Linked DNA regions of Mus musculus: region 2 is linked to region 1. The links are chromatin contacts, called in public HiChIP or PLAC-seq maps. All regions are on one chromosome and are shown on one strand. Each heading gives the region's core, a stretch centred on a gene start, on an enhancer-like site or on the middle of the called end of the contact. The rest is flanking DNA. Distances are from core to core; before and after follow the strand shown. Region 1 holds the start of Gpatch4 (G patch domain containing 4). Region 2 holds the start of Slc50a1 (solute carrier family 50 (sugar transporter), member 1).

Evidence for each region. HiChIP or PLAC-seq counts read pairs in DNA pulled down with a chosen protein or histone mark.
Region 2: a FOXA1 HiChIP or PLAC-seq map of pancreatic cancer cells shows a contact between it and region 1. The contact joins the promoter of Slc50a1 here to the promoter of Gpatch4 in region 1. A contact is called at or near these places in 3 of 39 promoter capture datasets (cranial neural crest, erythroid cells and liver) and 1 of 115 datasets of contacts at active chromatin or transcription factors (pancreatic cancer cells).

The regions. Positions count from the first base shown.
Region 1 is chr3:88,040,159-88,044,994 of GRCm38.p6, reverse strand. It overlaps Gpatch4 (G patch domain containing 4), which reads right to left and starts at 1,889. Exons shown (of 8, transcript NM_001110809.2): 1 at 1,816-1,889.
Region 2 is chr3:89,268,468-89,273,303 of GRCm38.p6, reverse strand. It overlaps Slc50a1 (solute carrier family 50 (sugar transporter), member 1), which reads left to right and starts at 2,734. Exons shown (of 6, transcript NM_009057.3): 1 at 2,734-2,918; 2 at 3,165-3,242; 3 at 3,354-3,477; 4 at 4,093-4,254; 5 at 4,512-4,631; 6 at 4,706-4,836. The coding sequence starts at 2,839. The coding sequence ends at 4,807. It overlaps Efna1 (ephrin A1), which reads left to right. Exons shown (of 5, transcript NM_010107.4): 3 at 282-347; 4 at 482-532; 5 at 700-1,574. The coding sequence ends at 812.

The sequences.
Region 1 (4,836 bases), core at 640-3,139:
GACCTCAAAGGCATGCACCACAAATGCCTGGCTCCCTCTATTTCTCATGACTGCATAGACTGTGTAGTTTCCCAGGTACCACACCAGTGATAACGATGCTTTGTTAAGGGACTATGCTCTTGTGTACTCTGGTGTCTAGGAATACTCTTCAATTCTGCATAGCTAAATGCCCCAAAGCTCACAAAACCTTATAAAATGGAGGCAGGGTGTTAGCAATCGTGACAGTCGAGTTTAGGAAGAATCACATGTCTATCCACCTTTCCATTAGGAAGGATGATTGCATGAAGCCCAAATGAAACGGAACTGTGAATACAGCAACACAAAAACGGGGTAAAGAAGTGGTCTTCTTGACCAAAGTGTGGACACTTAACCCCTTCCTAGAAATGGGAACAAAACACCCATGGAAGGAGCTACAGAGACAAAATTTGGAGCTGTGACAAAAAGATGAACCATCTAGTGATTGCCATATGCAGGGATCCATCCCATAATCAGCTTCCAAACGCTGACACCATTGCACACACTAGCAAAATTTTGCTGAAAGGACCCAGATATAGCTCTCTCTTGTGAGACTATGCCGGGGCCTAGCAAACACAGAAGTGGATGCTCACAGTCAGCTATTGGATGGATCACACGGCCCCCAATGCAGGAGCTAGAGATATTACCCAAGGAGCTAAAGGGATCTGCAACCCTATAGGTGGAACAACAATATGAACTAAGCAGTACTCCGGAGCTCTTGTCTCTAGCTGCATATGCATCAAAAGATGGCCTAGTCGGCCATCACTGGAAAGAGAGGCCCATTGGACTTGCCAACTTTAGATGTCCCAGTACAGGGGAACGCCAGGGCCAAAAAGGGGGAGTGGGTGGGTAGGGAATTGGGGGGGGTGGATATGGGGGACCTTTGGGATAGCATTGAAAATGTAAACGAGGAAAATACCTAATTAAAAAAAAATTAAAAAAAAAAAAGAAGTGGTCTTCTTGGATTTTTTTTGTTTTTGAGGGCTTACTAATTAGCCTGGCTAGCCTGGGTTACACTGGCCTGCCTCTCTCCCAGGTGCTACCTTGCTTCTTGAAATGGAAACAGAAGTAAAATTTAGATGCTGAGGTCACCATGCAAATACCACTTATTATAAATACCAAATTATTTCTGACTATTTTAACAGTAAGAATAATCATACCCCACACTTGTAGTGCATTGACTCACCACGAACCTGCTATTAACTGCTTCACATGGATTGTCTCATTGATGCCTGCCAACATCTTATAAGAAGGTATTACTTAGCCTTAATTTACAAAGAAGAAATCGAACACTGCTAATTCGAACACCAAACAACTGGCAAGTAGTGGATCCAGGATTGGTAGTGAAGCATTTCATGAGCAACTCACTGCTTTGTACCTTTACAGCTTCTTTCTTCTGCTGTAAGCCTTCCCCACATTCTATTTCTCATCACAGTAATTCAAAACCACACTTCCCGGAAGGCGGAGGCAAGCTTTATTTCCCAGCCCTTGAGAATCGTTCAGCGTTTCTGGACTGAAATGAGTGACACAGTAGGAATCGTTTTTTAACGCACTTGCAATGGGCCGGCGTGGGCAGACGCAGCCTGATCTGCGAAGGCTGCAAGTACACTGAGACGCGGTCTCCTTTCCAGCCAGTTTCCAGGGATGTCCAGAGCCACCCGTTTGCAGCAGCCTAGAGGACCAGCCGCCGCCTTTTCCTCCGGTTATAAATCCAAGCCCCGCAGCCACAGAGTCAGCAGGGTGGAACTACTCTCCGATCTTCGCCCTTGCTCCCGCCCCTGGGGAAAGCAAGCTCCTTACCGTCAGTGTACAGTCCTCTCCGTGGAAGCACGTGTGACACCCGACTTGGGTGCAGCCATCTTCCCGGAAGTGAACTTTGGCCCTTCTAGGATGCAGAAACCATAGAGACGTCCTGACAGTAGCCACTCCCCTGGATGTTTGCCACGGAAACTGAGTTCCAGGCTGGGTGCTAGTTTCCTTCCTGCAGTTGTTGGAAGCCAATGCGCCGCCCTAACCTCTGTTTCGGGTCCCCCACCCCCACCCCCACCCCCGACCCTATCCTGAGCTTTCCGGAGTTAGTGCCTCCCTTGAGGCAAGGACACTCAGGCTCTGCGTAGCGGGATCAGCACTGGTTGCACACTACCTTGTCCCTTTCGTACTGGGAACACAAGAACACTTAAGACTCGACCCTTAACTTGGAGGAGCATGTAGACTTGCTCCAAGAAGAGGAGACGAAAAGGGGTCCAGGGCACCGGAGCTGCAAGTACACCATTCCCACCAGCAGTTGTAGGCTTCTGCGGCCGGCCGGCCGCCCAAAAACAAGGGAAAAGAGCGTTTCATATTGCCTCCCCATATGGGAATAGCCATTTGCTTGTTATCTAGAACGCAATTACGGCAAAGGATATAATAAAGAAAATACACTGAGGGCAGAAGAGATAGCTAACCCATTAAGAGTGTTTCAGATTGAGTTCCCAGCACCCATATGGATTCCAGAGGATCCAACACCTTCTAACTTCTGAACTGCAGATGCATACATGCAGGCAACGCACACACACATATAAAATTACATCCTTAACAATTAATTAAAAAGAAAAGAAATTACAGTGGGGGATCTTCAAGAGCATCCAAGTCTAGTTACCAGTATCCATGTTGGGTGGTGACACATGCCTTTAATCCCAGCACTCGGGAGGCAGAGGCAGACGGATTTCTGAGTTCGAGGCCAGCCTGGTCTACAAAGTGAGTTCCAGGACAGCCACGGCTATACAGAGAAACCCTGTCTCGAAAAACAAAACAAAACAAAAACAACAACAAAAAAAGATGCACAGTATCCATGTTGGGTATTCACAGGTACCTGTAAACTCCAACTCCTGGGGACCCATGGCCTCTGCTGGTATCTATAAACATATACACAGGCCCACTCACAGAAACACATAATTAAAAATGAATCTTTAAAAAAGCAAAACAGAACAAAACAAAACAAAACCCATGATAGCAGAAACAGAGATGCAATGGGTGAATTCTGAAAATCATCCTACTACCCTGACCATGTCAAGAGAACGGGAGTCTTTTGTAACAAAAGAGTTATCTGGTCACATCTGTGTATCATTTGTGTGAGGCCCATATTAGGATAGTGTCTTAATTGTTGTGAAGGAACAACATGACCAAGGCAACTCTTCTAAGGAAAAAAAATTTAATTGGGGCTGGATTACAATTTCAGAGGTTCAGTTCATTATCATCGTGGTGGGAGGCATGGCAGCCTGCAGGCAGACATGGTGCTGGAGGAGCTGAGAGTTCTACATCTTAATCCAAAGGCAGGAGACAGGGACTGCCTTCTGCAGGCAGCCAGGAGGAGACTGGAATTCCACATTGAGCAGAGCTTAATCATGGGAGACACACACATCCTCTGCCAAGGCCACATCAATTCTAACAAGGCCACACCTCCTAATATTGCCATTCATTTTGGGCCAAACATTCAAACACATGATTCTATGGGGGCCAAACCTATTCAAATTCAAATCACCACAGGCAAATAGGAGCATCTCACTATCCTGCTAACCAATACATTTTTATAGCACCTCCTATAGTAGTTTGAGTACAAATGTCGCTAGGCTCTTATGTTTAAATTCTTGGTCCCCAGGTGGTGGAACTGTTGGGAAAGATTAGGAGGCATGGCCTTGATGGAGGAGCAGTGTCACTTTGAGGTTTCAAAATCCAATGTCATTCCCAATACTTTTCTCTCTGTCTTGTGCCTGTGGATCAGACATGAGCTCTCAGCTACTACTCCAGTGCTGTGTCTGCCTGTTTGCTTCTGTGCTCTTTCACGGTGGTCATGAACTCTAATCCAAAAAGGAATAGACAAGGCCAGCATGTCCTTAGATCCAGCTCTAGGTGTTTGCAGAGGGTATCACAGATGCTTGGTGTGTGTTATGGTGTGCATGTGTGCATGCCTGTGTTCATAGCACGTGGAAGGTGAAACCAGGAGAATCAGGAGTTTAAAGTCATACTTAGCTCTTCAGCAATTTCAAGGCCAGTCTGGTTACATGAAAACCGGTCTTAAGGGCAGAGCCAAGCCCATGCTCATGGATCACAGGTCATGTGGAGCCCAGTTGTTAAAGAATCGATCCTTCTGCCTTTATCCTTGCTGTTTTGCCTCTCTATTGGTTTCCTTGTTGCTTTATGAACAAAAGAGTTTTGCTACATAGTCCTGGCTAGCCTAGAACTTACTTTGTAAATCATGTTAGCCTTGAATTTGTAGCAATCTTTTGCCTCTACCTTTCCCCATCACCAAGCCCAGTCACACATTGTGGGTTTTACTGCTGAGATTTTACAGACAGGCTCTCAATTTCCTTCTTTTCTACTGGAATCAGGCATGATGGGACATACTTTATAATCCCACGTGACTTGGGAAGCTGGGGCAGGGGGATGGCTACAATCTCTAGGTTAGCCTGAGGTATGTAAAAAGACTATGTGGAAAGAAAGAAGGAGAGAGAGAGGAGAGAGAGGAAGAAGAAGAAGAAAGAGGAGGAGGAGGAGGAGGAGAAGAAGAAGAAGAAGAAGAAAGAGGAGGAGGAGGAGGAGGAGGAGGAGAAGAAGAAGAAGAAGAAGAAGAGGAAGAGGAAGAAGAAGAGGAAGAGGAAGAGGAAAAGAGAGAGAGAGAGAGAGAGAGAGAGAGAGAGAGAGAGAGAGAGAGAGAAAGAAAAAGAAAAAGAAAAAGAAAAAGAAAAAGAAAAAGAAAAAGAAAAAGAAAAAGAAAAAAAATTGCTGGACAAGGTGGTTTATGACTTTAATCCCAGAATTCAAGAGGCAAAGACAGGCAGATCT
Region 2 (4,836 bases), core at 1,485-3,984, 1.2 Mb before region 1:
TAAGCAGGGCAGCCGGGTGGTGGTGGCGGCACACGCCTTTAATCCCAGCACTTGGGAGGCAAAGGCAGGCAGATTTCTGAGTCTGAGGCCAGCCTGGTCTACAGAGTGAGTTCCAGGACAGCCAGGGCTACACAGAGAAACCCTGTCTCAGAAAAACAAACAAACAAAACACAACAACAACAACAACAAAAACCCAAAAAACAGGGCATCGAGTCAGACAATTTTGAGCTCCTATCTTAGCAAAGGCTCTTTCCTTACCATCCTATGGATTTATTTTACAGCCAAACCTATCTACCATCAGGAATCCCAGTGCTTGAAGCTGAAGGTGACTGTCAATGGCAAAATCAGTGAGTGTCAGGCCCTGTGGACCACTTCCTTCCATCTGTGCTGGGCGTGGTCTAGTGGTCTGGGATGGGGATGGAAGTTGCCTCTCTGTCTCCTGGTGCAAAAAGCCTGATCTACTTCCATTCTTATTTTTCAGCTCATAATCCCCAGGCCCATGTCAACCCACAGGAGAAGAGACTCCAAGCAGGTAGGTAGTAGCCTGAGACAGTTTGGTCTGGGTCACAGGAAGGGGTTTGCTTAAAGAGACTGAGGAGTAAGGTGGCTCCCTAGCCACATACGGGCTGGCTAAATCCTGTGTGGCTGGAAGCCGATGCAAACACTTACCATGTCTGTCTTTGCCTTCTCACCTTGCAGATGACCCGGAAGTACAGGTTTTGCACAGCATTGGTTACAGTGCCGCCCCCCGCCTCTTCCCACTGGTCTGGGCAGTATTGCTCCTACCACTGCTGCTGCTGCAATCTCAGTGAGGGTGTACGCTTGCCCTGGCTTATGGATTGGAATGGGACTAAGGGGCAGCCCCAGCCCTGGGAACCTCTCCCACTACACCCACAAGACGCCACCATGAAGCCTCAAAAGGTTCAGTATTAAGGGTTTTAACCGAAAAGAGTTTAACCAGCCCAACTGTGCCATCCCTGCCTCCACTTCAGAGGGATGGAGAAAGAAGTGGAGAAGGTCCTTAACCTGCAGTTTCTGCCTTTAAGCCAAAGAAACAAGCTGTGCGGACCTGGCCCATTAAGAGGCCTCAGTGGGAGAAGGGCTAAAAAGAGCCTGAGGTCATGCGGTTGGACACTGAACTTGGTAAAGACGTCCTTCCCCAAGGAAGCCATAATGTGCAGATGAACTGACCGAAGGAAAAGCTTGAGACAGCTTCCTGCGGGGGAGCCAGGTACAGAAGAGGCAGCTTGGGCTGACCCAGCATCTCTGCAAGATTTCCACCTGCTGGGCTGCCAGAGAGGTTTGTAGCCCGGCCCTGACTGCATCCTCCCCATCCCTGGGGCAACATTCCCTGGAGCTGTGCCAACAGGAGGACTGAAGCAGCCTGGTTTTAGAGTGTAGCTGTAAGGGCAGTGCCCGTGTGTACAGTCTGTGGAGTTTAGCTTAACGGGCAGGGCCCACATGTACAGTGTCTGTATATAAATGTGCTGTATCTGTTCATTTCTATGACTGCAGGGTTTTTTTATACAGTGTTTTTGGATTCATAATAAATTGATGGTTTTTTATGGACATGCTTTTCTGCCCCACCATGTTGATTTGTGACCAGTGTCCCCATTGTGTGTTAGGCTCTGTGCTAAACAGAAGCAATGGGGGGGGGGTGTGGGGGGGGGCAGGTATAATGCAGAGCTCCTTTTGCGGCTGAGGTGGGAAGGTTAAAAACTTGAGACTGCATGAGTAACTCAGACCTTGCCTCAAACTCAAAAATAAAAGGCTGGAAATGTACCCCAAGAAGTAGAGGGTTACCTAACGTGTGTCAGCCCTGAGTTCAGTCCTCAGGAGCACAAAACATAAGTAGCCAGGCATGGTGGCTCCTGCCTGTGACCCCAGCACTCAGAAGGTTGAAGCAATGTTGCCAAAATTCCAATGCCAGCCTGGGCTACAGTGTGAGACTTTGTCTCACCAAAACAAAACAAAAAAAGTAAATAAAAGACAAAATAAATAAATGGCTAGGATCAGTCTTACCAGGCTAAAGGAGTTTACTCCTGAGGGTTCTGCACAACTCCCTGCAAGAGTGGGCTATAGATTCCTCTCCGCACCCACTCTTTGTTCTTCCTGTCCAACTTCACCAGCCTCGAGCGCTGGGCTTTGGCACACCATGCAGGTACTCATGCTGTCTGGGTGAGTCAGGGAGCTGGATGCCAGCTGAAGCATGTGCGCTGCCCCACCAGCAGAGCCGCCTGGGAGGCTGGGAGGGAAAGTTCCCAGCAGCAAGTATGTTGGAACAGGGGGCCAGGGGTAGGCTTGTCCTTGGATAGGGCAGGTCGTGTAAGAGAGGACATCTGAAAGAGGATGGCAATTCCTGCTTTTGGGGGACAGACTGGAAAGAGGTTTCAATAACCTCCAGGAAAACCCTCCCAAAGCTGGGTAACCAAGGTTCTGATATGAATTGGGGGCGCGTTGAAGACCTGTGAGACTAAATTTGAGGTTTGTGGTCCAGCACACAAAAGCATACAAGAACCCAGAAGTTGAGGCTAGTGGTCTCGATGATGCAAGGGGTGCGCAGTGTGAGGAGGGGTCGGATCGGGGACAAATGCAGGGGCACTACTAAAACCACTAAACGCAATCTGAACAGCACGATCAGGACCCAGGCCCGCACATTACAGCAAACCACCCGGCCAGCACGCGGCGCTGGTTTGGCTGGGTCCCCAGTTCCGGTGAAGTTCGGGCGAGGGCGGGTTCCGGCGCGGTTCCACGGGGAAGGGCGGAGCTTCGCCTTCCGCAGCTCCGGGTCTGAGCTACTGGAACTCCGCGCTGGGCTAGGGAACCGGCTCCGGTGGGATGGAGGCGGGCGGCGTGGCAGACTCTTTCCTTTCTAGTGCCTGCGTGCTCTTCACCCTGGGCATGTTCTCCACTGGCCTGTGAGAGTGTGGATGGACTGGGCTGGGGCAGGAAGTCAAGAAATGAAAGCGGGCAAGAGACGTGGCTGCAATATCTTGCTGCTTTTGGAACCCAGAATAATAGTGGAATAGGATTGGATGATTTGAGGTCCAAGGCGAGGCTGCCTCTTGGCCTGAGGGGGGAGATCTGCTTGTCGTTCAGGATGATTGGTAAACACCGAGAAATCTTTTACCCACTCCTAACAATTTCCTTTGGATCCCTTCCAGCTCGGACCTCAGGCATATGCAGAGGACACGGAGCGTGGACAACATCCAGTTCCTGCCTTTTCTCACCACGGATGTCAAGTGAGAGTGTTGTTGGCTGTGATGGGAAAGGCTGAGGGAGGTGCAAGAGATCCCTGGAGACCTGCTGCAACCCCAGCAGCCCCTTGGACCTTAATCCTCCTTCCCTCACAGCAACCTGAGCTGGCTGAGTTACGGAGTCTTGAAGGGAGATGGGACCCTTATCATCGTCAATAGCGTGGGGGCCGTGCTTCAGACTCTTTATATCCTGGCATATCTGCACTACAGTCCTCAGAAGGTAGAGGCCCTCCCTTGCACTCACCTCCACCCCACACCTGGCCATGTTGGCAGAGCATATAGTTCTATTTCCTGGAAGATTAGTGGGATGGCATTAATTCCCTTTCCTAGAAGGCCCTTCTGGTTCTCCTGCCCATGAAGTCAACCCTTTAAAATGCACACAGAGCCACCCACCCTCCCCTTGTTCGAAATGCTGGTGGCTTACCCAACCCCGTGGTGTCAAGATATCCTGTGCTCCCCCAACAGGCTGGGGGAAGAGGGCTATACTGTCTGATAGTTCCTTTAGGGTTAGGACCAGGGCCAATGGCTAAGAATGGCCATTCGCTCTGCTTCCCCACTCAGTCACACTAACATTTATTGGTCTCTTATTGTACATGTATGTGAAGCTCACATGAAAAGGGGAGGGATCTAAAAATGGCTCTCCCCTTCCCTGGGGATCTCCAGTGTTGTGTGGCTGAGATTTCTCTCAAATAACTGAGTGGTGAGAGGCTGACGTGAAGGCCGGGATAAAAGTTGATTTCCCCATTAGAGCATGGCAGAAGACAGGAGGAGGCAATTCCAGCAGAGAGATGAGTGTTCTGGGTACAGATGCATGTAAGACGCCTCTCCCCTGCAGCATGGTGTGCTCCTGCAGACGGCAACCCTGCTGGCTGTCCTTCTCCTGGGTTATGGCTACTTTTGGCTTCTGGTGCCGGACCTTGAGGCCCGGCTTCAGCAGCTAGGCCTCTTCTGTAGCGTCTTTACCATCAGCATGTACCTCTCCCCACTGGCTGATTTGGTGAGTAGGGGTGGCCAAGAGGTAGGGGAGATGCGGAGAAGGGCTAGGCTCCCTGAGCCAGGGACTGGCTAATACTGGGGCGGGGGCGGGGCCCAGCTCTTGGAAGAAGTCAAGGTAGCAGAGGTGAGTGGGATGCAGGAAAAGGGCTGAATGAAAGACGCACCACAGGGATTGTGGTCTTTTTTCCGCGAGGAAATTCTCTGGCGAGGACTCAGGAATGGTTCTATGAACCTGAACCAGGCACATTTTTGCCGTAGGCCAAGATCGTTCAGACTAAATCAACCCAGCGCCTCTCCTTCTCCCTGACCATTGCCACGCTCTTTTGCTCCGCCTCTTGGTCTATTTACGGGTTTCGCCTCCGAGACCCATACATCACGGTAAGCAGACTCTAGATTGGGACGTTGGGTCTACAAAGCAGAGTCTGGTCTTTCTAGCAGCTTTTTGATTGCAGGTGCCCAACCTTCCAGGAATCCTCACCAGCTTAATCCGCCTCGGGCTTTTCTGCAAGTACCCTCCAGAGCAAGACAGGAAGTACCGCCTCCTGCAGACCTGACCCCAGGCACCCGAGTGCCAACTGGATAC